Linked DNA regions of Mus musculus: all the other regions are linked to region 4. Evidence: chromatin contacts called from public HiChIP or PLAC-seq and Micro-C data. All regions are on one chromosome and are shown on one strand. The core of a region is the stretch at or near the end of the contact, and the rest is flanking DNA. Distances in the headings are between cores, read along the strand shown.

What was found. A called contact is a pair of places that touch in the nucleus more often than the background predicts. HiChIP or PLAC-seq counts read pairs in DNA pulled down with a chosen protein or histone mark.
Region 1: a Micro-C map of embryonic stem cells shows a contact between it and region 4, with 4 times the contacts expected there. The contact joins the promoter of Nxph3 here to the promoter of Zfp652os in region 4. A contact is called at or near these places in 7 of 39 promoter capture datasets (the 3T3-L1 cell line, 3T3-L1-derived adipocytes, embryonic stem cells and 3 more), 1 of 15 datasets of contacts at CTCF or cohesin (CD8 T cells), 1 of 484 Hi-C or Micro-C datasets (embryonic stem cells) and 1 of 9 other capture datasets (adipose tissue).
Region 2: a Micro-C map of embryonic stem cells shows a contact between it and region 4, with 2.5 times the contacts expected there. The contact joins the enhancer-like site here to the promoter of Zfp652os in region 4. A contact is called at or near these places in 4 of 39 promoter capture datasets (3T3-L1-derived adipocytes, embryonic stem cells, second pharyngeal arch cranial neural crest and 1 more), 1 of 484 Hi-C or Micro-C datasets (embryonic stem cells) and 3 of 115 datasets of contacts at active chromatin or transcription factors (the SCID.adh cell line and embryonic stem cells).
Region 3: an H3K4me3 HiChIP or PLAC-seq map of the 230-238 cell line shows a contact between it and region 4, with 30 read pairs. The contact joins the promoter of 4833417C18Rik here to the promoter of Zfp652os in region 4. A contact is called at or near these places in 5 of 39 promoter capture datasets (the HPC-7 cell line, fetal liver, macrophages and 2 more), 1 of 15 datasets of contacts at CTCF or cohesin (the NIH/3T3 cell line), 8 of 484 Hi-C or Micro-C datasets (CD4 T cells, CD8 T cells, embryonic fibroblasts and 5 more), 10 of 115 datasets of contacts at active chromatin or transcription factors (the 230-238 cell line, the SCID.adh cell line, bone marrow-derived macrophages and 5 more) and 3 of 9 other capture datasets (adipose tissue, liver and pancreatic islet).
Region 5: a Micro-C map of embryonic stem cells shows a contact between it and region 4, with 4 times the contacts expected there. The contact joins the promoter of B4galnt2 here to the promoter of Zfp652os in region 4. A contact is called at or near these places in 5 of 39 promoter capture datasets (cranial neural crest, embryonic stem cells, fetal liver and 2 more), 2 of 484 Hi-C or Micro-C datasets (both in embryonic stem cells), 4 of 115 datasets of contacts at active chromatin or transcription factors (embryonic stem cells, extraembryonic endoderm stem cells and pancreatic cancer cells) and 1 of 9 other capture datasets (adipose tissue).
Region 6: a contact with region 4 is called in an H3K4me3 HiChIP or PLAC-seq map of the SCID.adh cell line, with 9 read pairs. The contact joins the enhancer-like site here to the promoter of Zfp652os in region 4. A contact is called at or near these places in 3 of 39 promoter capture datasets (fetal liver, neural stem cells and pre-B cells), 3 of 115 datasets of contacts at active chromatin or transcription factors (the SCID.adh cell line, effector CD8 T cells and pancreatic cancer cells) and 1 of 9 other capture datasets (adipose tissue).

What each region holds. Positions count from the first base shown.
Region 1 is chr11:95,513,091-95,517,171 of GRCm38.p6, forward strand. It overlaps Nxph3 (neurexophilin 3), which reads right to left and starts at 1,475. Exons shown (of 2, transcript NM_130858.3): 1 at 1,070-1,475. The coding sequence starts at 1,123.
Region 2 is chr11:95,542,007-95,546,086 of GRCm38.p6, forward strand. No RefSeq gene overlaps it. Among named protein-coding and RNA genes, the nearest start is that of Nxph3, 29 kb to the left of the region's middle. Within about 2 kb of position 2,710, at least 21 of the 459 cell types and tissues checked have an H3K27ac peak or open chromatin away from gene starts, as enhancers often do. A contact at or near this core is called in embryonic stem cells, where this site is marked.
Region 3 is chr11:95,857,084-95,861,464 of GRCm38.p6, forward strand. 4833417C18Rik (RIKEN cDNA 4833417C18 gene) reads left to right here and starts at 1,734. Exons shown (of 2, transcript NR_045187.1): 1 at 1,734-1,999; 2 at 2,911-3,963. Gm38959 (a long non-coding RNA gene) reads right to left here and starts at 1,368. Exons shown (of 3, transcript XR_880173.3): 1 at 622-1,368. It overlaps n-TQttg6 (a tRNA gene), which reads right to left and starts at 2,160; the gene lies at 2,089-2,160.
Region 4 is chr11:95,711,317-95,715,439 of GRCm38.p6, forward strand. Zfp652os (zinc finger protein 652, opposite strand) reads right to left here and starts at 1,438. Exons shown (of 2, transcript NR_045780.1): 1 at 1,312-1,438.
Region 5 is chr11:95,911,936-95,916,230 of GRCm38.p6, forward strand. B4galnt2 (beta-1,4-N-acetyl-galactosaminyl transferase 2) reads right to left here and starts at 2,936. Exons shown (of 11, transcript NM_008081.3): 1 at 2,885-2,936. The coding sequence starts at 2,895.
Region 6 is chr11:95,889,167-95,893,401 of GRCm38.p6, forward strand. It overlaps B4galnt2 (beta-1,4-N-acetyl-galactosaminyl transferase 2), which reads right to left. Exons shown (of 11, transcript NM_008081.3): 2 at 2,592-2,807; 3 at 1,807-1,944. Among named protein-coding and RNA genes, the nearest start is that of B4galnt2, 24 kb to the right of the region's middle. Within about 2 kb of position 2,510, at least 2 of the 459 cell types and tissues checked have an H3K27ac peak or open chromatin away from gene starts, as enhancers often do. A contact at or near this core is called in the SCID.adh cell line, where this site is marked.

The sequences.
Region 1 (4,081 bases), core at 225-2,724, 200 kb before region 4:
CCAAAGGGTTTAGTTCTTATGCTCTTGCTCTGGCCTTGGTGACCAAGCCAGTCTCGGAGTTAAGGCTGCTCCTGCCTCCCAAGTCCCCAGTGCCCCAGGGTCAGGAGTCAAGAAGGAAGGCTCCTGGGTTTGGGTTTAAGGCTGCCCACCTGTGCGTACTTGGCTCTAGGGTTTAACTAAATGGTTGAGACAGTCAATAGCTCAGTAGTAAAGAGGGCCACAGGAAAGGGCCAAGCAGGGAAGACATCCTCCCTAGTCCTAGAGTGGACTAGGAATGGAAGGGTTGCTGTCAATGGGAATTGTTTTGAGGAAGGGGGCCGTTCCAGTGGCGCCGAGGCGGAGGCTTCTCCAGGACAGGATTAGGGTCGGGACAGATGTGGGGCGGTGGGCGCGGGTCGCGAGAGAGTTAAGCTACAGGGTAGGGTCCAGGGTGGGGTTCCAAGGCACCCTGGGCCGCGGGGGAGCGGGGTCTGGGCGCTCAGCTCAGCTGCTTTGAGCGCCTGGGGCGGGAGCCGCCTGCCCAGGTCCTGTGGGGCTCGGGCTGCGCGCTGCCGGGAGAGGCGAGGAAAACAACAGGCGAGGAGGGAGGGAGCGAGAGGGACGGCGGGAGGCAGGGACGCGGGGGCTGCCCCCGGTCCGCCCGGGTTTGGCGCGCCAGGGCCCACAGTTCGGGATTCTCTGGGCCCCAGAGGTCAAAGAAGAATACCGCGTCCCCTGGCCGGGCAGGTCACCTGCCCCACCCCCGTTTCGCGCGTCCTGGGATGCTGCTACGAGAGGTCGGGTAATCCTTGGCTACTCAGCTTGGGGGGCCTTTTCCCTAGTGTCACTCGCACCTCCCGCGATCAGCCGCGGAGTGGGTGGGCCATCCAAGCACCCTCCTCCCCGCCCCTATTAACCCTTCCAGTCCGGCCTCTGGCCTCGGACCCGCCCTCTCCCCTAGCCTCCAGCGTTCACCGCATCCCCAGGATGCCGGGGTGGGGGGAGGGAGAAAGTTTCAGGGCTCCGCAGCTTCCCGCGCTCTCCCCATCCCCTGGCCCCCGCCCTGCGCCGCTCCCCGCGGACCACTCACCAGATAGAGGCTGCCCTGCACTAGGAACACGAAGCAGCAACGGGTCAGTTGCATCTTCCTCCTTTGCTCTCACCCGTCTCTCTTTTCCTTTCGGGGTCCCAGGCCCCCTCCGTCCCGGACTGCTCCTTCAGGCGCGCTGTCCCATGCTCCGGTCCCCGGTGGCTCGCGGCCCTCCCCTCAGCCAGTTGCTGGGACCGACCCCGCCCCCTTCGGTCCAGCTGTGCAGCCGCCGCCCCCTCCCCGAGTCCAGCTGCTCGCCGCGCGGTCCCTTCTCCCAGTCCCAGATGTGCGCCCGGAGCGTCTCGAAGGGGCTCCGGCTGAGCGGTGACTCTGCCGCTCCAGACAGGCGCTCGGCGCCCGGCTTGTTTCCAGAGGCTCGGCTCTCACCCAGATGTGCTGGGGACCTGCGCGCGCGCCCGTCCCCGGTGCTAATTCCCCAGACCAGACGGCCCCTCCCGCCCCGTCGTGGCGCGCCCCCTGGCGGACGCCCCGGGCCACGCCGAGCCGCGGCCGCCCGCTCCCCGCTCTGCGCCCCGCCAGACTGGAGCGCTCCTGGCGCCCAGGCGCCTCCCGCTTCCTCGTCCCTCCCACTGGCGGCGGCGGCGGCGGCAGGTACGGTGAGCCCAGTCGGTACCTCCGGATTTAACTCCTCCCCTGCCGGCCAGCAGCCTGGGGACCTGGGACGCCCAATTTCCAGCGTAGGGGACAGGAGGAGGGCGGAGGAGCTCTGGGTGAGGAGGCAAGAGGCTGGAAGACCGCGGATGGGGACACCAGCTTTTCCGCCCTTCTGGCAGCGCGCCTTCTTTTCTGTAGCGGGCACACGGGAATCTGTCGCTCTACCTACCTCCACCCTAGGAGTCCTAGAATTTGGAAAGACGACTCTCCCTAAATCCATTTTTAAGGGCTCAAGGATATTTACAGCGGATCACAGCTGATGGTTCCTGCAAGACTTGATGAGGGTGCTAAGGGAAGTTCTTCTAAGTGTCTAGCTCGCACCCTTTTTCCTAGCACATTCGTTCCTTTTCTTCTTAGACGACCTAAGAGCAATCAGTACGAAGCATTTGGTTGAGGCGCTGGGCTGAAGAGACCACTAGGGTCCAGGCTGGGTTCTGAGGTTGGGGTAAGGGTTTGCCTCCTGAGAAATAGAGGCATAAATGGCGTGAACAGGCCTCTCAGAGCATGTTCTTCCCTACCCATTTCCCACGGCACAGGTGTCACCAGGCGGAAAAGGGCCCCACCCCAGTGGGGTCCTAGGTTGCTCTGTTCTCTTCAAATCACCAAGACAAGAAAGATTAAGACCTAGACAAGAGATCCCAAAGGGTCAGGACCACCCTCCTGCCCTCAATGGCTAGACATCCTTCTGAGCTCTTTACAACTCCTTTGGTCTTTAGAAAAACAAAAGGTCGAATCCTAGGACCCGCATGGAGGCATTTGGAGTGGCCCCAGCCTACACTGGGTCTACCGGAAGCTCTCCACACTCTCTTCTGTGGCCCTCTGAGATCCAGTGTGGTCCCTGGCTGCAGCCCCCAGCTCACACCCAGCCTCCTCCCCCACCATCTGCCAGGCGTTGTGCGAGGAATGCAGATGAATCTTAATATCAGCCTGGGCCAAGTGCAAAGAGGGAGAGACTGCAGAAGGAGGTAGCTTGGATGAGCCCCCTGTCTCCTGGGTGCCCTGGGCCTTTCGGGCTCTTTGCAGTGTGTGTGTGTGTGTGTGTGTGTGTGTGTGTGTGTGTGTGTGTGTGTGTACTCAAAGACTGCCAAAGGCAGGGGAGGAGGAAGGAACAGGTAAAATTTTGTGTGGCCTTGGAGCTTCTGGTCCAGCTGGGAGAAAGATGCTGTTGGTCTGAGCGTGGGCAGCTAGTTCCCGCTCTCAGCTTGACAGAGACGAAGCTGGGCTCACTCCTTACTCATTCCAAGTCTTGCCCCCAGGAAAGCAGTGTGGCCCAGCAGAAGGGGTACTGTTTTCAAGCCAGACAGTCTTAGATTCCACGCCAGGCCCCAGCCCATTGTGTGACCTTGGGCAGGTTACTGCCATGCTGGGATGCCAGGTTTCAGATCTTTCCTTTGGAGGTGGGAAGAACACAGTGTGTGTCCCCAGTGCGGGCGCCATGGTTGGCGGGCACCGTGGGAGTGCAGTAAACGGAAGGGCTCGCTTTTGCACTTCCCACACATTTGCTCTGGCTGCTCTGCCTGCCACGCTTGCCCCCACTCCCCTCTTGGACACTCCTGGCTCCCACTTCAAGTTTCTTCTCTGCCTTCATCCATCAGCCAGTGGTAGAGCCTATCCTCCATACCAGGCTCCCATCCAGAGCCTGAGTTACAGAGATGAATGGGACACCATCCCTGCCCTCAAGGATCTCCTAGCCCTGTGTGTGAAAATCAATCATTATAACTCACTGGGATGCGTGCAAAGACACAGTCCCCATAGGGCCTGGAGGATGTACCCGGAGAGGTGGGGGAGGGGCAGGAAGGTCAGGGCATCCCGGAGGTCAAGAGGAGTAGGGCTACTTCTGGCAGGAAAACAGTTTGCTGTTCTGGAGTGCCTCCTCCAGGGGAAGAAAGGAGGCAGGGATCAGCTTTTGTGTCGGCTGAAGGGGTCTGGTTTATGGGGAACCTTGAAAGGGTTTTTAAGGGACTGGTTACAGTCCTGCTTGTGTTTTGGAGAGCTTTCGGAGAATTCACTAGGAAGAGGAGGGGGAGGGGAAGCAATTAGAAGACTAGGGTTGGGGGCCTGAAGACAGCAGCAGCAAGCAAAACCAGAAAATGAAAACCAGCCAGGCTTTTGCTGTTGCTGAGGTACAGGATGCAAAGAGGGAGGAGGGGGTAAAGGTGCCAGGCAGTGTCCTGCATCTGACAGGCTGCATGCATGATAGACTGGGGGGAGGGCAGGGCGGCGGCTTGTGCCCTGGTCAATGGAGGAGGATGCCTTGGGGGAATTCAGCTTTAGCTATGACATCTCTTTATGCTATGCTGCTGTTGGCCATCCAAGGGCACCTGGAAGTCTGACCTG
Region 2 (4,080 bases), core at 1,460-3,959, 170 kb before region 4:
CACTGGCTGGTCTCTAAGATCCCTGAGGTGTCTAGGCAGTGGTAGTAGGAGAAACATGGAGGTAGAATTCTTGACAAATGTCCAAGATGAGATGCTGTCATCACGTCCTTCCTGGTCACAAGGGTCCACACCTCCCCAATGTCCCTACCTTCTTCCCAGTCTGAACATAGACACTGTGTCCCAGATTGTACTGGCTGGGTTTGTGTCTACTTGACACAGCTGGGGTCACCAGAGAGGAAGGAGCCTCAGTTAAGGAAATGCCTCCATGAGATCCAGCTGTAGGGCATTTTCTCAATTAGTGATCAATAGGAGAGGGCCCAGCCCATAGTGGGTGGTGCCATCCCTGGGCTGATGGTCTTGAGTTCTATAAGAAAGCAAGCTGAGCAAGTCAGGGGAAGCAAGCCAGTTAGCAGCACCCCTCCATGGTGTCTGCATCAGCTCCTGCTTCCAGATTCCTGTCCTGCTTGAATTCCTGTCTTGACTTCCTTTGGTGATGAAAGGTGATGTGGAAATGCAAGCGGAATAAACCCTTTCCTTCTCAACTTGCTTTTTGGTCATGGCGTTTTATCGTAGCAATAGAAACTCTAACTGAGACACAGATGTATGATGTCTAAGATTTCTTTGTGCTAGAATGGGTCTCTCCCCTCCCCACCCCCACCGAACTCAAAGAGCTCTATGTCTGTATGTCTATGTGTGTTGAACCCATGGCCTCTACACATCAGGCAAGCAATCTCCAATTGAACTACATGCACCCTGAGCAAAAAGTAACTAGGTGCATGGAGCTGGCTTGAGAAGGGGTCAGACTTCAGCTGCTTGTGCAACCCCACATTACCTGGCGCGCTTTAATACTCTTTACTGAGTCAAGTGCAGCCCAGGCCTCCTCCAGGAGGCTGGTACCATCTGCCAGTCTCACAGACTGACAGGGCAGAAGTCTGTGGAGGGAGGTGACAATGGCGTTGGTGGAGTGGCTTGGCATAAAAGGTGACCTTCCACTAGGTCACACGTTCATATAACCCTCTCCCCTTTGATGTGAAAGAAATATGTCCCAGGTGATGGTTGTGATGGCAAGATGGGGTTCAAGGTCAGTGGACTTACAGTCATCAGAGAGAGGTGACTCTGGGTGGGCCTGACCTCATCAGGTACAGAAGAGGCCCTTCCTGAGGTCAGAAATGCTCCTTCTGGGCCTGAGATACCTCAGGGCCAGGAACAATGATGGCCTTGACCTCGAGGAGCTAAAGGCAGCTCCAGACTGGTGCTCACTGAGCAAACCACAAGAACCAAGTGTACCAATGACCACATGACCTTGGAAGGTGACCCTGAACTCCATAACTGTCCCAGAGAGACCTCAGGCTGATAACCCAAGGGACTGTCATGTCACACGGGTGTCATTCTGAGCTGTGGGATTGTAGGTTTGCTTACTCAGCACCAGGCAACCTAAAAATAACAGCAGTCCCAGAGAACCAACCATGGGGACTTCAGGGTCACAGAGAACAGGAGTATGAGCTGGGGTATGCCTATGTCCATTCCTCCCAGTTTTACGCACCCCCTTCCCAGTATCTCCACTCCTAGGCCCAGCCTGGTGCCTGAGGTTCTAACTCAATTAACCCATAGAGAACGCAGCTGGCCTAAGTGGTTATTTGGGGAGCACAAGGTTTGGGATTCCCAGACTCTGGGGCAACATGAGGACAATGCTAAACCTGTCCCAGGCACACACACCCCAATCCCAGGACCAACTGCAAGGCCCCAAATGACACCCCGACCCCCTCCCGTCCTCACCACTCCCCCTCCCACAGGGCTGGCGCCACCTGAGGCTCAAACAGCCCAGGCAGACAGCAGCTGAGCTGCCCCCTTCAGCTCTTCCCTGCTTCTCACCCCCTAGGCTGGCTGAGGAGGAAGAGTTCACAGCCACCGTGGTAGCTCAGCAGCTGGGGGGAGCCCAGATGTGGGAGAGCCCAGAAGACAGGATAGTGTTACACTCAAATGGCCTGCCAGCTTCTCCTTAGAAGACAGGGATGGCCACAGTGTCTGGGAATGGAATGGTGTGTGCTTGTGCTTCATTCTCCATTCTTATCCCTCAGCTCCTGAGCATCAGTAATTGAGAATCAGCTAAAAGGTAGGCTTTGGTGAGCGGCCCTAGGTTTTCAATGAATAGAGGCGCTAACCACCCCTTCCTCTGGGTGTTTCCTGATCCAGCTGGCCCACTACCTGGCCGGAAGCCTCCAGCTAGAGCAGCTGACAGGAAGAGACTGACCTCTCTCCAACACTGTTCTTTGTCCACAGTGAATGTACCGGCTTTGGTTTCTGTGTGGACGCCTCCCCTCCCCTCCCAGCCTCTGACTCAGGGGCTCCGTCCATCCTGTCTAGGCCAGGGGCTCTCCTGGATACACACAAAGAGAGCATCTCAGGTTCCCTGGTCAGGGGCACCTGCTCTTTGATCTGCCCTTCTTCTTTCCCCAGGGTACTGGGTGCTACAAGGGCGAGGCTCCATCCAGGGACAGGCACCCAGAGATAAAATCTGGGATGGGAAGGAGCCTCAGATGAGAGTGACTTTAAAGTGCCGACACACACACACACACACACACATACACACACACACACACACACACACACACACACACACTTTACCAAGCTCACTCCTGACTGCCTACCTGAGCTCTCCCCTCCTCCACCATCCCTGGCGTTCCTCCCAGATTTCTCACTGGGAAGTTCTCAGATCTGGGGCCCTGTAGATCCAGTGGCCAGATGGGAAAGGTGCGTGCTGAGCAGGCCTGGACCACATTGCAACATAGTAACCTGGGGACTCAGAAGGTGCCTGGCTTCTGACCTCTCAACTCAGCAAGCTGCCAATGGGTTCCACATCTGCATTTTCCTTATTCCCAGAATCTTTTATCTTGTTTGTTTGTTTGTTTTGTTTTGTTTCTTTTGGGTTTCTCTATGTAGCTCTGGCTATCTTGGAGCTCCGTCTGTAGACCAAATTAGCTTCAAACTCCGAGATCCTCCTGCATCTGCCTCCTGAGCTCCCGAGCACTGGTATTAAAGGAATGTGCTACCACACCCACATACCCCCCCCCCCATCCAGAATCTTAAAGAGCACAACCATACACCCACCAGGAAATGGCACCCTGCAGGGACCAGGTGGGGCTCTGGATGTCTGACAGACTCCGTGGCAAGGATCCTACCTTGTAGCCGCTCCCTAGTCTACTGAGGGGTGTGCCCAAGAGAAACCCATTCCCTTTCTGATCCTGCTAGGGTGGGGGTAGGGTCTGATGGTCCCTTGGACCAAGTACAGTGCAGGCCCCTTCCCCCTGCCCTGCCCTGCCCTGCCCTGCCCCTTCCCCACCCCTAGCCCCTCACCCCCACTCTGAAATCCCCTTTGCTTCACTCCTTCATGCTTGTTTTTTTGCTTGTTAGAGTTTTGCTGCTGTTAGTTTTGAGATAGGGACTTGCCTTGTAGCTCAGGCTGGCCTGAAATTCTTAAACCTCCTGCCTCAGCCTCCCAAGCCTGGGTTATAGGCTTGGGCCGTAACCATGCGTAGGTCACTCTCCTTTATTTTTTTGTGAGAGGCTTGCAAACCAGGCAGACTTGCCAGCAGTTCCCAGTTGGAATCCCAGCTCAGCCCCAGTTTACCACAACCCAGCTTGTGTTCTGGGCTAACTCCTTGGGCCTCTCGGTTTCCACTCCTCAGCTCTCGGCTGAGCTACCAGCTCCTCTCCTCCTCTTCTGGTCCCTTGAGGTAACTTCTCTTTCATTTTCCACTCACCCTCTCCCTTCCCCAGCTCCAGCTCTACACCTTGTGCAGGCCCTTCCCTCTTCAGAGTGCCTTCTGCTGCCTTCCTTTCCCTGGAGTCCAAAGGAAGACTCCTGGTGAGCCGAGAGGTTCAACAAAGGTGTCAATCAACTATGAGATCTAAAACAGGAGGGAAGTGGGCCATCTTAGGTTTGTAGCTTCATCCCAGGGTGGTATACCCAGCCACTTGCATACACAAGCACACGTGTATATATACACATGAACAAAGGCAGAAAAAAAAAAGTAAAATACCTGAATAGGACACCCAAAAGAAGAGGCAGAGACGGTAAAT
Region 3 (4,381 bases), core at 484-2,983, 150 kb after region 4:
CTCCTGCCTGCCCACCTTATCCCATGTTCTTGGAGACACTTAGCATTGTCATCGGGTGGGTGTGACCTGTCCGATTTAGCTCTTTAGTGATATCCTACATAGTGAGCTTATTTTCAAGTCTGAGGCTATTTTCCTCTTTTTTTTTTTTTTTTTTTTTTTTTGGTTTTTCGAGACAGGGTTTCTCTGTGTAGCCCTAGCTGTCTTGGAACTCACTCTGTAGACCAAGCTGGCCTCGAACTCAGAAATCCGCCTGCCTCTGCCTTCCAAGTGCTGGGATTAAAGGCGTGCATATGTTGGTATGAATGTGGAAGCCAGGGTCAATGTGAGGTGTTTTCTTTCTTTCTAAAGACAGGTTCTCTCATTGGCTGGCCAATGACCCTTCTGCCTTCACTTCCCCAGCATTAGGACTACAATCCCCAGCATGCCCAGCTCTGACATGAGTTCTGTGGATGGAGCTCAGGTCCAGCATGGTTGCATGCAAGCTCTTTACCTGCTGAGCTATGCCCCTAGCACAGGTTTTGCTATTTTTCGGCAGGCAGTTTTCTTACAGGCTTTGAGAATTTATTTAGATTTATTTGCTATTTATGCATTACACATGCATATCCCTAGTCTGTGGCTTACCTTTTCTCTTAGTATGCCAGGCCCTGAGTGCCTTGCAGTTCACCATTGAGCAACAGGCCCAGATATTTTCACTCTTCTGATGGTACTTGGAGTAGCACAGTCCTCGTCTGTGCGTTTTATTCGGGCTTTGTTTAAACTGAGGTGTAGGCATTCCCCTATGTCGTCAGCCAAGCTCACCGCTTCTGTCACTTTCAGGTCAACAATTCTCTTGGGACTTTCTGCTGTGTTTAGTGTTAACAAGAATCCGATTTCATATTCTTTCCCTATAAGCAAGCACACAGCAGGATGTCAAGTAGGTCCTTTCCCCTAACTCTGTTGTGCTACCTTTTATTATTATTTAAATTTGTGACACCTTTGTTATTATAAACTATGCATAAAGGTGAGGCTGCATCTTGCTTCCCTATTCTGTTCCATCGGTATGTTTATCCATCCAGACATTATCTTAATTTCTTTAATGTACAGTTAACAAGCATCTTTATTTTCTGGTAGCGCAAGTGTGCCTCCTCTCACGTCTTGATCTTTTTGAGGTTGCGATGGTTCATTCAAACTGATCCATTCAGATGTTTTAAAGAGTGCGTGGGTTGTGTCTGCAAGAGGCATGCTTAGAGAATTAATCGGAGAGTCGGGAGAGGCTCCTTTTGGTTTCCATGGCATCCTCCCAAGGGTGAGAACCTATAGCCACCGTGCCAATCACTCTGTAGGGAGACCATAATGCGTCAGCAGGCTCCCTCGTCATTTATCCCACAGGGACGAACACAAATCCCAGATCTTAATCCAAAGAAGATACAATACTCCCTGTACATATTTTCCACCCGCGGCGCGATGCAGCTAAAGAAATCCTTAGCGATTCCTGCCCTTCTCTCGGAGAAACACCTCATGGACGGTGAGAAACTGTACTGATCGCCTGCCAGCCTGACTAAGTGACTGTTGTCTAATTGAAACACAACCTCGCTGGGTGAGCAATGCAGAACCAAAACACGGGTTTATGACCCCTAAACGCACAAGCCTCGGGGAATCGCTCTCTTGTACCCAATCAGAGGTCCCCTGGCACCACTTACCCGCCCCCCGGCCCCGTCCGGCCACTTCATTCGCGGCTCACAAAGCAATCCTACCGCGCGTTCTGCACAGCAGCCAATCAGAGGGTAGGGGGCGGGGACTCCGAGGCGCGGTGTGTGCAGCGGTACTCAGACAGGAAAGCCTCGGGATCCTTCGGGTTCTTTCGTTTTCCCTCCTGGGTAAAGTTATGTTCAGTCTTCCATCAACTCGTTTATTTTTCCGCCCGACTCGGCGCGCGTGCGCAGTGCCTCCCAGCCCAGGCTGTTCCTGAAATGTAATCGTGTTGAGACACAGGGAGGGAAGCTGAACGTCCATTCTACAGGTCAGTGCATTCCCTGCGGAGGCTCGGGTTGGTTGCTACTTCCTGCAGGCCCCAAAACAGGGATTCTAAGGCCAAAAAAAGGTTCAGTGAGGTCCCACCGAGATTTGAACTCGGATCGCTGGATTCAAAGTCCAGAGTGCTAACCATTACACCATGGGACCTGCTGGCGGCTTAAGGCGCCCGGCAGCCTTCTCAAGCCACATGACGTTGGGCAACCTTTTCTAAGCTTCGCTACACTTGGCTTGGGCCCGTGGCCGGTGGCCGCGATGGCGGGCAGACACGGAACCACCGAGATTCTCATGTCCTTACGAATTCCAAACGTTCATGGGCCCCGAGGTGTCTGTCACCTCTTCCGGTGATCCTCCAAGGGTCCCGGCTCTTGACCCCAAGTCTCGAGGGCGGCTGGTCGTCCGATCGGACCAAGTCCGGAGAAAGCCGGCTCCGGTCCCGGACTCCGGGCAGGAGGTTCGGCGCACGCAGCCTGGGCTTTCTACTTGTTTTCTGCGTTTATATCAGGAGGGCTGTGGCTAGGACGCTTTGGCCCAGCGGGGAAGGACGCGGACTGGCACGTGGTGGCACAGCCGTTCAAACCCCGGACGAAACCTGGGGTACAGACGGGGATGCTGGAGAGTGCGCCGCACGTGGATGCCGCAGCCCCTGCTCCGCGCTATGCAAATTATCTGTAGGGAGATTGGCGCTTCCAATTCAGCACTTCCCCCCGCGCTTCAAAAGGCCGGACTACCGAAACTTCTAGTGTGCCGATCCTTAGAAAAACCCAGTCAGAATTTTAACAACAGACACCCACCATTCAACACACCACGCGCACACACACACATATCCCGCAAAACAACAACAAAATCCCCACTTCTGCACTGTCTAGTCTTTCATTTTCCCTAAATGTGTTTCTGCAGGTCAGTCAACACTTTGACTCAGCAGTTCACCTTCGGAGCATTACCCTAGTGGACATCCATCTGTGCCTCGAGGCTGCTTCAAGGATGCTCTGGACTATGTATTGTTTATTATAATATAGTGAGGCTTGGCCCCATAATGATGGCTATTGTATAAGTCCTCTACAAGAGTTTAAGAAATAACCTGTGTGCGAGGCTCAGATAAGCACTAGGGACACCAGGAATGTTAACTACACAGGAATGTCTGTTTAGTGAGAGAGATGTATGACGTGTCTTCTGCCCAGAAGGCTGGGAGCAGATGTGGGTAATGGCCTGTGACCTGAGACTGATAGGCTGAGATCTCACCAGTTCCTCCCTGGACTCTTATCGGTGAGCATGTTTTTCTCAGTCTATAGAAACTATCTTTCTGGAAGATGTCACATGTACTTTACAAAGAGTTCCAGTGCAGTGGTGTCCTAAGCTGTGCTGTGCACAGGTGATTGGGTTAATTATCACCAGGTAAGTTTTCACCAAATAAACTACTTGGGGTCAGGCTTGCAAAGTTTGAACCAACACTGGCTGCTTAATTGTATTGAATTGAGCAACCTTGTTTCCTACAGATCACCACTCTGTAGAGGTCCCCTGGCACCACTTACCCGCCCCCAAACATGTATTGAGACAAAAGACCAAACCAAACAGCTCTGCTTTTCACTTCTTTTTTTTTTTTTTTTTTACAATTTTTTATTATTATTATTTATTTATTATATGTAAGTACACTGTAGCTGTCTTCAGACACTCCAGAAGAGGGCATCAGATTCCACTACGGATGGCTGTGAGCCACCATGTAGTCGCTGGGACCTGAGGAAGAACAGTCGGCACTCTTAACCACTGAGCCATCTTACCAGCCCGCTTTTCACTTCTTATACACAAGCAAACAGAAGAGCTATGTACCGTGCAGTCTATTTGCTGTGTGACCTTGTACTAGGGTTCTATAGGATAGCAACTTATGGGATGAATATATTTAATTATAATAGACTATTACATATAATATAAATATTTCTGTATATAAGTAATCATATATTATAAATGTATATTAATATAGAGTATATACTATACTCTAGTGTGACTTCCTACCTCAGGATCTGAACTTGAAGTGGCTCTTCCTACTTCAAATTGTGCAAAAGCCCCTCACGGGTATGCCCTCCATTTTTGGACTTTAGTTAATCTCAGATGTAGTCAAGTTGACATCCAAAAATAGCTTGTCTCACTTTCTTGAGAAATCCAATGTTTTTGCAAGTCTGGGTGACACTAGACTGTGTCCAAGGTACATACACTTATTCTCCAGGCTCTGTGTGTGTGTGTGTGTGTGTGTGTGTGTGTGTGTGAGAGAGAGAGAGAGAGAGAGAGAAAGAAAGACCGTGTGTAAGCGTGTGTGTGTGTGTAAGCGTGTGTGTGTGTGTAAGCGTGTGTGTTTGTGTGCGTCGGCCTGACTATC
Region 4 (4,123 bases), core at 188-2,687:
TCCTGGCTTCTGGAGTCTAAGTACAATAAAACCCAAACACCTGTTTTTGGAAGGGGCCAAAGACAGAGTCAGCTCTTTATAAAGCTTCAAGCTCCTAACTTTGTCCCAGACTCAGGTCATTTTATTCCCTCGAAGGTTTGGGTGAGTGGGTTATGGCCGGCTGTTCTGGGAGAAAAAGTTAGCTGCATCTATATGGAAATTGTTTCTATGATGTGGGGGTCAGCTTTTGTGGAAGAACATTAATATCCTATGTTCTTAATGTTAGAAGAAGAGGGCTGGAGAGATGGCTCAGAAGTTAAAAGCTCTTCTTACTCTTACAGCGGACCTGGGTTCAATTCCTAGCCGCCCCCCCCCCCCCCGTCCTACAAGCCACTCATAACCCCAGTTCCAGGGGAATCCATCAAATGTCACAGGTGCACATGCACACATCCAGGTAAAACATTCATACACACAATGTAAAAGAAAGAAAGAAAGAAAGAAAGAAAGAAAGAAAAAATGTAGTAGAGCCCAACAATAAAAACCAACAATGTTAGGAGCTCCATTCAAGCTGTAGAGACCTTCAGAAGTTTGGTTTCTGGTGGGGAAGGGTTATCCTGATCTTAGGGATGTCATCTTGGGTCTTTTTCATGGAGACTTCACTTGCCAAGTCATTTCCTCTCCCTGTACACTAAGCACTTTCAATTACAGACACTCTCTTTTGGCTCTGAGCTTGGATAAATGCTACCTTGTTAGCTAATAGTACCATTAATTATATTAATGATTAATAGCTAATTAGTCATAATGTGGTCATGCTTCTTCCAATGGAGCCTTCCTTTCTTGCAACAGTTCTGGGACTCTAGCGCACGCGCGCACACACACAGACCACACAGACACACGCACGCACGCACACACTTCCCTATTTCTGGCCACAGGATGAGCCCAGCAGTCCATCCTGTTTGCTTACCATACTGGCGGTCTCTAAATCCCCCTAGTTGTAATCAACTATCCCATTTGTCTGGTGGATGGCTACTTCTTACAAGTGTCGCCCCTTCTATTTCTGTCACTCACTGACTGCTCTCTACTAACAAGGTGGCCAGCAATTAGGGTTTTTTTCTTTTTGAACCGTATTCCATAAGTCAAAGATATCTACTTCCAAATCTCACTCTGACCCACTTTTCCACTTTCTCCCCCCTTTGCACTTTTACGTTTTCTTATTTCTTAGGATCTCAAACCCCCTGCCCACAGATACTTCGTCTTCTGCCTTCAGGCTTCCTTTTGAAAACCACGCCCCCACCCCCTTAAGCGTCGCGCATGCGCAGCCCACGACTTTACCTGGGCGCTCGGGAGTGGGCGGAGTGGGCAAGGGCCGGGGGTGGAGCAGGCAGCCGGCGGTTATCTGCTCGGCTGAGCGCTCACATTGTGGCAGGAGGGAGAAAAGGTGCGCCCAGGCCGAGCCGAGGGCCGCGCATGCGCGCCGACCCCCATAGCCGGGGATGGGGTGTGTAGGGGGGGGAGGTGTCGGGATCCCGACCGCGCGGGGGGGAGGGGGGGGCGCGTGCAGGGGCGTGCGCGCGCGCGCGCTCCCGCCGGCCTCCCTGCCCCCTTCGCGCACGACATCCCTACAGCACACCCCCTCCCCCGCCGCCCGCCCCGCGCGCCGCCCGCTCCGCGGCCCCGCTCGGCCTCGCGCGCTCGGAAGGGAGTCGCGAGACGTCGGAGCGGCGGCCACGTAGCGCTGCGGCGGCGGCGGCGGCGGCGGCCGAGGCCGGGTCTGAGGATCGGCCCAGAGCGCAGACGTTGGGCAGGGGGAGGGGCCGGCACGGCGGGCGGTGGGGACTGGAGCGACGCGGCGCGGCGCGGCGACAGGCCCCCGCCGCGGGGATGGGCCGCCGAAGCGGCGGTGGTGGCGGTGGCGGCGGCGGCGGCGGCCCGGGTGAGTAGGAGCCCCTTCCCCGCGCTCTCGCCTCCCGCCGCGGCGGCGCCCTGGCAGCCGCGTTTCCTCTGCGCCCGGCCGGGCTGGCGGAGCCGGAGGAGCCTGCGCCGAGGCAGCTGCGTGCGCTAGGCCGGAGCAGCCCCCATCCGGCGGGCAGGCCCCGGGCGCTGCGCGTCTGCCGCTCTCAGCTTGGCCCGGGGTGCCGGCTCCGTACCCCCGCCCCCTCTCCCCAGCTTAGCTGCAGTTTTGCAGCGAGTGGGTTCGCCTCGAGGCCTGACGGGGTGGCCGGGGTGCACGGGTTAGTAGGCTGAGGAGAGCATTCTCTTGCCCTGCAGCTGGTGGCTTGCACCCACTACCTCCCCCGCCGTGCGGTTGCGCCCAAACCTCCAGCCCTCGAGAGTATTGTGGCACCAGGAGATAACACGCATGTGATGTACACTCGCCACCCGCAGCACCACACTCAGCCCAGTGGGCGATGCAGACCTTTCTCCACCCTCACTTCGTCCACCCCTCCAATCAGGCTTTACTAAAGAGTCCCAGGTCGGAGACACCAAAGAGAGGGATACCCCTGTTACATCTCTATGAAACATGTTCGTTGTCGAGGGATGACTATTGTAGAAATGATAGATGTCTCTGCTTTGCCTCGAAGTCAGTCTTTAGGATTTAAGATCCTGTATGCTCCTCTTTGAAGCGGGCCGGTCTTTGATTACATCTAGCTCATCCCTCCCCCAACAACAACATCAGGAACACGCGCGAGCACACACACACACACACACACACACACACACACATATATGCACACGCACACTCGCACACTTCCTGATTGCGGAACGGCCCCTGTCATTGCGGATCCATTGTCAGAAGTGGCTTGTGCCAATCAAAGGAATGTGCCTTTGGAGGAAGATGTTTTTTTCACAACCAAGCTACAGGATGTCAATCAGTCTTTGGTTCCCCTCCTGGATCTTACCCATGTTTAAGCACCTTCATGGTGTTTCCCTTAATGGCTTTTCCAGCGCGCTCTCAGTATCACCTGAACGACGTTCTCCCCCGACCTCTCCCACCTCCAGTTAATTAGATATCTACTGCACACAGTAATTTCATCGGTTTTGTTGTTGTTGTTGCTGTTGTTGCTGCTGCTGTTGCGGCGATGTTTAACATAACAAGGCATAGCCTGCATAAGTAGTGTAGTCTTTTGGGATGAAGGTCTATGTACTTTTTTTCCAAACGATGGTCGGGGCCCTGTTGTTCTGAGAAAGGCAAGGAGCAGTACATGCTTTGTTGACAGCATGTATGTTTGCTTAGGAAAGGAAATCTGCTCGGATGTGGCAGGTGATGTTCCCCGGTGGGGCTGGTCTGTGGTGGGGTATGTGGCCTTAAGTCAACGGCTTGCTTATTTGAATCACCACTGTGCACATGTGTTCACATAGATACTGTCTTTAGTATAAAAGATTCACAGCAAAATTAAACTCTTCTTTAGGGCTGTGGAAGTCTTAGGGCCCTTTGCAGTGAAATACATACATGGTTTTGTATGCAACTACACAATCATCTCGAAGCTGGTCCCGGGACCTCAAGTTAAGATCTGTGTTATGCAAAAGTGAAAGCAGTTTGAGTTTGTGTTTTGTTTCTCTTAGGCATTAGACCTACTATGGCCCTGGAATAAAGAGCATGGGAGCTTGCATAGGAATCATTGTAGGTTTTTGTTTTTTTTTTTTAATTAAAAACTGTCTTTAGATTTTATTTTATGTATATGCATGCTTTATCTGTGTGTATGTGCACCATGTGTATGCCTGGTGCCTACAGAGATTAAAAAAAAAAGGTGGTAGGACCCCTGGAACTAGAGTTAAGGATAGTTGTGAGGCGCTATGTTGGTGCTTGGAATAGAACTTGAGTTCTCTCTGTAAGAGCAACAAGTGCTCTTAACTACAGAGCCATCTCTCAGACGGCTTCTTATTGTTTTGGTTTCTTTGAAGGAAGGCCAGTCAGAAATTATATTTTTCGTACCTTCCCGTCAAAAGCCTGAGAATCATTCAGAAGAAATTAAAACTAGAGACAGAATCATCTACATTTGACCAATCGATCCTTTATCTTCCCGGCATATTCTGATTGTAGCAAATTTCAACAGCCAAGTGTGTGCTCTGTGTTAAAGTCTGTAAGGGACTATGCAGTGCTTAAAGACTGAGCCTGATCTCTTTGTCACCCCATGGTAGAACA
Region 5 (4,295 bases), core at 1,686-4,185, 200 kb after region 4:
AACCTGGTTCAGCATGTGTGGCTGGTACCTCAGGGGGAACGAATGCCTCAGCATGGGCCCGCTGAGGAACCCCTCTCACCTCCACATACCTGGCTCTATTAAACATATTCCTGCCTCCTCCTCCTCCTCCCCCTCCTTTTTCTTCTTCTTCTTCTTAATAAAATGACACTTGCTACCCTGAAGCCATGAATTTGACCCCCTGCAACTAACAAGGCCAATGAAAAGTCGTCCTCTGACTTCCGTGTACATGTCCTGCAGACAGGAGCAGGTCGCAGAAATGTTCCCTTCACTGAAGGTAATGAGAATGCATTTAAAGAAATGTGGTGTTGTTCAAGGTCCAAGGGAGGGGAATGTAACGTTGGAATGAAAGCCTTTGCCCAGGACATCTGTTTCGATGCCGGTCGGTGCCAAATACACCACAGTTACCATTTCTCCAAGAAGTTGGGACTTTTGTGTTTCCAGAACCTAGTAAGATACCCAGCACTTATACAGAGAAACCCTGTCTCGAAAAAACAAAACAAAACAAACAAACAAACAAAAAAACCCCAACAACAACAACAACAAAAAGATACCCAGCACTTATACAGAGACCCTGTCTCGAAACCCCCCCCAAAACCCAACAACAACAACAACAAAAAAGATACCCAGCACTTATACAGAGAAACCCTGTCTCAAAAAAAAAAAAAAAAAAAAAACAACAACAACAACAACAAAAAAAGATACCCAGCACTTATATAGAGAAACCCTGTCTCGAAACCCCCCCTAAAACAAAAAACAAAACAAAACAAAAAAAGCTAACAACAACAAAAAAGATACCCAGCACATAGTAGGGACTATCCAGTAGCTAGCTCTTTTTTTTTAAGTGAGTGTGTGAAAATGAGAAAGGGGGTGGGGGGTGGGGGGAGGAGAGAGAGAAAGTTCTTCAACACTGGTTAAATAAAATTCTAGTAAACAATTGCTACAATCCAATCAGCTCCTTCCAGCATGGTTCTCAGACAACCTTCTCCCTCCATTTCCCCCACTGTAAAGTGGAGATACGTGCAGTATATTCTTCATAGGAACTGTTAGGAGAGCTGCTGGGAGAATCCAGAACACAGCCGCTCCACCCTGAATCAGTGCTGCATAGGAATGAGTGCATCTCTCCATCCTGGCCCCCCTCTTCCTTCATCAGGCTTTTCAGTCCACTTTACAGAGACATAATCCTGGAGCCCTCTCCTAGGTGCTCCTGGCGTATAAAATGAATTGAACGTTTTTTTCCACCTTTGGAGCCAAGGTCTCATGTAGCCCAGGCTGGCTTCAAACTCACAATGTAGCAAAAGATGACCTTGAAGAGTGGACAGACATGAGCCATCACACTGGCTTTTGAAATGAGTGGAATAATTAATATATAGTCAGTTTTGTTTAGAGGACACTAATCTCTTCTTGGGTTTTTGTTTTATTTGGGGAAGTGTTTGGCTTTGTTTGTTTGTTTGGTTGGTTTTGTGTGGGTTTTGTTTGTTTATTTGTTTGTTTGTTTTTGAGGGAAACTGTCCCATTTCAGAAATAGAAAGTCAGAAGTTGGAAGAGATGTTTCCCCAAGGCCACACTGGCCAGCACTGTATAGTCAAAACAGGAAAATAGCAGACTTCAGAGATGAAAATCGTAGATCTAAGGGTACAATTCTAGCTCTTTATAAGTGAAGGAAAAACAAAGTCTGGCCCAAAATGTGCCAGCCTTGTGTTCATTAGCATCATTCAAGTTGACTGAGTCTATGAAACAGAAGTCCCAGCTCCTATCTCCTCCCACATGCAGGAAGCAGGAAGCTAGAAAGAATATTGAAGGACTCTGGGATTCCTGAAGCCCTTCCTTAGCAATGCACAGCAGACTCCCAATATCTGCCTTCCTCCACTCTCTCCCTAAATCCTTTGTGGAACAAATGTGTGCTTTAAAAACAAACAAACAACCCCCCCCCCCCCAAACCTGGTCCTGGTGCAGAGTCTGCAAACCGTATACCACTGAGGAACTTCCTCAGCCCCTTTGAAAGTTTTGAGATCAGATCGGATGTCCATCTGGCCTCAGAATTGTGGCCCTCTGCCTTCCAGGTAGTTTAGTAGTAGTGACTGGCCTCTGAGTGTCAGGCAAGCACTTCACCATCAGAGCTACATGCCCCTCCCTTTAACTGCATTTGCTTTTGAAAAAAGAGAGAGAAAGAGAGAGAGAGAGAGAGAGAGAGAGAGAGAGAGAGAGAGAGAGAGAGAGAGAGAAACTTTGAGGAGGTGTGTGTAACACACCAAAATGATTTCTAACTCACACAACTCGTTTCTGATCCTTCTGAGTGTTTTGTAAAACTTAATCGAACACGCCTAAGTTCAGCCTCTTCAGCGTTCCACGGTGTTGTGCGGTGCATTGAGGTACAGCTGAGCCTCTTACTCCTGATGCAACCTTCTGAAACCCATTGGCTCTGTGAGGGCTGCTATAAAACTCTCTGGAAAGGACTCAGGGATCCAGGCTCTTACACTTGCCTAAACCCACATCCTACAGCTGGGTACCAGACTCAGTCAGGTAGGCGCCTGATCCCCGTTCAGCGCACCCGGCACCCCCAAGACACGACCCCACGCTCGGACTTGCCCCCCACCCCCTGGAGATCAACCTCCAAGTCGGATTTTCCCATGGGAAAACCGGTTCCGGGTTTGAGCCGGCGCAGCGTCTGAGACGGGAGAGAGGAGCGGGATGTCTAGCCAGGAAGGCACGCACTGTGCCGGGAGATCCTTGTCACCCACGCGAAGACTCCCCGGGCTCCACCAGCCGGCTGCCTGCTGTCTGAGCACTGCTGGCTGCCGCCGTTACACCTGTTCCTCCCCAACTCCGCGTGCCCACGTTCCTCCGGCCCAGGGACACTCACTACCTGGAAGTCATCGCAGCTCGCTCCAGCCACTTCTGCAGACTGCCTACCGCAGGTCTGGACGCGAGCAGGAATGAGCTGCGAGTCCCAGGGACCGCGCCCGCCTACCTCGCACAACCCCCGCCCAGGCGCTGGACCTTGCCTCGCGTCCAGGATGTGTTCCAACGGTTTTGACACTATTTAAGTTGGTCCACTGTGGCTGTGCGGCGCCAGGAGCCTATGTCCCGGTACATGATCCCTCCGGTGACCAACGCCCAGGCTTTTCCTACTAGAAGAGTTACAGTCAGGTTCTAACGCTTTATTTACTTGTATAAACTATAACAGCCCCGACGACAGTTCTGTGGCTTGATTTTCAGGTGAAGAAATCTAGGCAAGTTGGGGATAATCAGACAGTAAGCAGCGTCTCAACCCACTTTGGTGTATTTTATGTCCTTTGGGTTCGGGGCTAAAAATGCAAGCCATCTCTGCTCACCCCCATTTCTTTGGTGGGCAGGTCTTTTAGAGGGAGATAGAGAGGATTCAGGGTTTTACCCAAACTTCAGGATGAACTAGGTGAAGCTGGAGAAAGTACGATCCCGTGCCACCGCTTTCCTCATCCGGGCAAATGGCTTTCCGCTCTATCTGCTCTCGCTCCAGAGCGGTCCTCCGGGCTTCAAGGCGTGTCCTAGCACGGCCTGGATAACCTGGGCGCTCGCTGCAACCTGCAACCCGCAACCCGGCCCCTGCGCTTCTTTCCAAATTAATTCTCTTTCTCAGCCTCCCCGGGTCATCAAGCTTTTCTGTCCACCCTAGAAAGAAACACAGTTTCGTAGTCCACTCCTAGCTCTCCCTATCATCTCGGGCCCTTCTACAGCTCAAATTTCAGTTCCCTCAAATTCAGCCTTTGTCCTTACCTTTCCCCTAACACTCTACCGCAAATTGTCGTGACAGGAAAACAAAGCCGCATCCGTAGCCCAATCTCTCTTACAATGACCTATCGGACCACATAATGCCTTTTTGCTTGGACGTAGGAAAAAAGCGAATTTCACTCGAAATCGTTCCGCATTTGTGTTTGTGAAACCCTTTTCGAAAGGTGTTGGGGGTGGTTTTCGGGGGGGGGGGGCTCTTCTCCGTTGAGACGAGAATGGGATCCTACTGTTGTTCTGATCCTGCCAAACTGCGTGCATGCGGCTAGTTTCAGGTATGCAGAGGACGGTGTGCAATCGTCTGCTTACACATAGTATACCTTGCCGTGTCCCAGAAAGGAAGTACGGCTAAAAACAAAGTAATCCTAAATATCCAACCGGGTAAGAAAGATATAGTCACTGAGGCAGGAGGATCAGAATCCAGGGTCACCCTTAGTTACACACCAGTTAGATGAATATATAACTCGTAGAATGCAGCGTGGGGGAGGGAGGATCTTTGCCCGCTGTAC
Region 6 (4,235 bases), core at 1,260-3,759, 180 kb after region 4:
CACCGCCCAACTAAGAAGCAAATCTTAACGAAAGATTATCTTCAACCCTGACAAGCCCTTTATATATGCCTGCTTACTGAGATGATAGCTGTCTATATCTGAAACAATGATCATATATAGACAATTCTAGAAGGAAACATGGTTCACATTCAGTTAGAGCTAGCTAGGTCTGCGTCAGAAGCATGTCTCTGAAATATCAGTTCTCAACCTGTGGGTTGAACAACCCTTTCACAGGGCTCACCTAAGACCATCGGAAAATACAGATATTTACATTATGATTCACAACAGTAGCAAAATTACAGTTATGAAGCAGCAATGAAAATAATGCTGTGGCTGCCGTCACCACAGCGTGAGGAGCTGTGTTCAAGGGTCGCAGCATTCAGAAGCTTGGCAACCTCTGCTCTAAAATCTCTCTGTTCAGCCGGGCGTGGTGGCGCAGCCTTTAATCCCAGCACTCGGGAGGCAGAGGCAGGCAGATTTCTGAGTTCGAGGCCAGCCTGGTCTACAGAGTGAGTTCCAGGACAGCCAGGGCTACACAGAGAAACCTTGTCTCAAAAAAAAAAAAAAAAAAAAAAAAAAAAAAAAAAACCTCTCTCCTCTTAGTTACTTTTTTTTTTTTAAAAAGATTTTTTTATTTATTATATGTAAGTACACTGTAGCTGTCTTCAGACACTCCAGAAGAAGGAGTCAGATCTTGATCTTGTTTCAGATGGTTGTGAGCCACCATGTGGTTGCTGGGATTTGAACTCCGGACCTTCGGAAGAGCAGTCGGGTGCTCTTTCCCACTGAGCCATCTCACCAGCCCTCCTTTTAGTTACTTTTAAAGGGGCTGTCACAAGCAACTCTATCTTGTTGGTTTGAGACAAGGTCTTGCCATGAAATCTACACTGGCCTTAAACTTACAATCCTCCTGCTTCAGCTTCCCATGTGCCGGGATTACAGACAAGTGCCCAGCATACACAAATCCCCTTTAATAAAAGCCAGCCAGAACCTGTTTTAATTCCCTCTTCAACCAACGATTTTGATATCAATCCTTTGTAATTGAAAGGCGGGAGGACTGGGGCTATAACTCAGTGGTAAAGCATTTGCTTAGCACATGCGAGGATCCGGGTTTGATTCCCAGCACCACAGGAAAAGAACTGAGGCAGGGGCATAAAGGAGTAGGAGCTCAGTGTTGGGGTACTTGCCTGCCTTATAGGACACCCTGCGTTCAGTCTCCAGCACTGTCAAAAGACAAAGTGACATTCTGTACCCCTGCACATGGTGGCACTTGACAGAATGTCCCGAGCTTATAGAATCACCTTCTGTGCTGGCCTGGGCACCCGGTGGCTGCACCACACACCGTCACTGAGAAGTGCCAAACTCTGTTCCTTTTTCTCTGTCAGTTTTACTGAAATGTTTTGTTTTTGTTTTTAAAGATTTATTTATTCAGTATGCATATACAGTGTTCTGTCTGGATGTATGCCTGCATGCCAGAAGAGGGCACCAGATCCATTACAGATGGTTGTGAGCCACCATGTGGTTGCTGGGATTTGAACTCAGGACCTCTGGAAGGACAGTCAGTGCTCTTAACCTCTGAGCCATCTCTTCAGCCCCTCATTGAAATCTTTCCTATACACAAAGCCCTGCAAATCTTTCTTGGAGAATACTCTTCTCCATTGTCTTCCTCTGCTTGTTCCTAATAGTTCTCCCCAGGAGCCCCTCAGGAATGCAAGGTCCAGACCTTTTCTCAGGGCTCTTCACTCTCTCAAGCACTTGATTGTTTGCTGTTCCCAGAAACCCAGGAGCCCCCACAGCCTGCATCACCTCCTCTGAAAGTGCTCAAATTCTGCCTGTCTTCTGGCATTCACAGCTGGAAGGTCCTTCTGGTTATAGGCATCCTGAAACTTATATTTCATTCGCAGTTTGCCAGAGTTACAGTCACACTGATTTTTGGGGAAGAGCCTAGAACAAGGGAGAAAAGCTTATAAACATGATTGACTGCAGGAAGGGCGGGACCTTAGCCCTAAACCCTAAACTTGCTTGTTGCTCACACTGAAAAAAAATTTTTTAACCACATGGTTACCCTAACTGGGTTGATATCCTGCAACCACCCAGGAGTTCCCTCCCCCCCCCCCCAGAGACAGGATGAGGGAGTGGGGATGAAGGGAGGGACTAAAGACTATTCCCTCTTTCTTTTCGTTCTTCTTTTCCTTTTCTTTCTTGAGACGGAGATCTTGTCTATGTGGCCCAGGCTGGCTTCAAACTCATGGTAACTCCCCTGCCTTAGCTGCCTGAGTGCACTACCGTGCCTAACAGCCCTCTCTAGAATTATCCCTTCTATCTTGCGTCTTTAAGAGCCATAGGCACTTCAGTTGGCAGCTAGTCCCATTAGGGCAGATGGCAGGAACCAAGCCCTCCCAGTGAAGTTGCAAGGTTACCTGGTGTTGTGGGAAACAGACACTGGATCCCACAGACCACCCCTGGTCTCTGAGACTCACTTTAGTAACCAGCACCCATTCTGAGTTGTCTACGATGTCTAAGGCTCAAGGAGAATCAGGGAAGTGACCTTGAGGGGGACAACAGTGAGGCTGGAGCACCCAGAGTCTCACCAGATGTCACTGTAGGTAAAGAGTTTCCTCAGATGCTCCTCTGGTAGAAGCTTCAGCACTGGGTCAACCCTTGCAGGCTCTGGAAACTTTGGCTTGAAGGTGCTGAAGTCTGTTGTAAGGGACACCTTTCTCACCATAAACGCAACAGTGGCAAGTCCTACCATGAGGACAAATGTCTTGAGGAGCCATGGAAACCTGAAGCTGGCAAAAGACACGCTGAAAAAGCAAAACACATTAGAATGTTTGATGTCAAGATCTGGGGAGATAGAAGGTGTAGACAGTAACGCTGCACAGGAGGGGCCTGAGTGCAGTCTCCTGCAACCACGTAAAAAGCTGGGAATGGTTCAATGGACAAGAGCGCTCACCGTGCAACCCTAAAGACTTCATTTGAGAACCCGGGGTAGAAGGACAGGACCGAGTCTAACGAGTTGTCCTCTGACACCAATACCCGAGCCGTGGCATTTGCTCACGGACATTCGCACTCTCAATAGTAATAATCTTCATTAGTCTTACTTTGTTTTGTTTGAGACAGGTCCCACCATATAAGCCTGGCTGGCCTGGAATTCACCATGTAGATCATACTGGCCTTGAATTCATAGTGATCTGCCTGCCTCTGCCTCTCATGCTGAGATTAAAGGCGTGCATCACCACGACTGGGTTCTGGAATACTTTTTTGTTTTTTTTTAAGAATTACTCATTTATTTTATATGTATGAGTGCACTGTAACTGTCTTCAGACACACACCAGAAGAGGGCATTGGATCCCTTTACAGATGGTTGTGAGCCACCATGTGGTTGCTGGGAATTGAACTCAGGACCTCTAGAAGAGCTGACAGTGCTCTTAACCACTGAGCCATCTCTCCAGCCCTGATTAATTTTTTTTTTAAGTTGGGTATGAAGCTAAACAGGAAGACAATAGAGGATATTAGGGGCAGGGGCTCACTGGCTAGACAGTCTAATGGTAAGCTCCAAGGCAATAATCTCTCTCTCTCTCTCTCTCTCTCTCTCTCTCTCTCTCTCTCATTGTTACTGTTTTCTGAGAAAAGATTTAGCCTGGCTTGCCTGAGAATGGCTCTATAGACCGGGCTGACCTCAAACTCACAGAGAACAACTTCTTGCCTCTGCCTCCCATGTGCCACCGCCACCGCCACCACCACCGCCGCCACCACCACCACCACCACCACTAGGCAGAGGTTCTGCCTTAAAGAAGGTGGAAAACATTTCTTAGGATAACTCACAAAGCAGAGAAGGAAGGAATCAAGTGACAAAAAGGACCCAGAAGATCCCAAATGAAGGGATGGGGAGATGGGGAGAGGAGAGCTGGAATTCGTGCAAAAAAATCTGAAGTCAGGACTCACTGCACTGTCGCTGCAGCTGTCTTCAGACACACTAGAAGAGGGCGTCCGACCCCATTACGGATGGTTTAAGAAGTTCAGCCACTCAATGCAAAGAAGGCCCCAAGGGGGTTCCTCACATCAAAGCAAAACAGGAAGTTGGGAGAGCAGAATTCCAGCCCAAGGGACAGTACCCCCTACACTCAGGCTGGGTCTTTCTTTTTTTTTTTTTTTTTTTTTCCATTTTTTATTAGGTATTTAGCTCATTTACATTTCCAATGCTATACCAAAAGTCCCCCATACCCACCCAC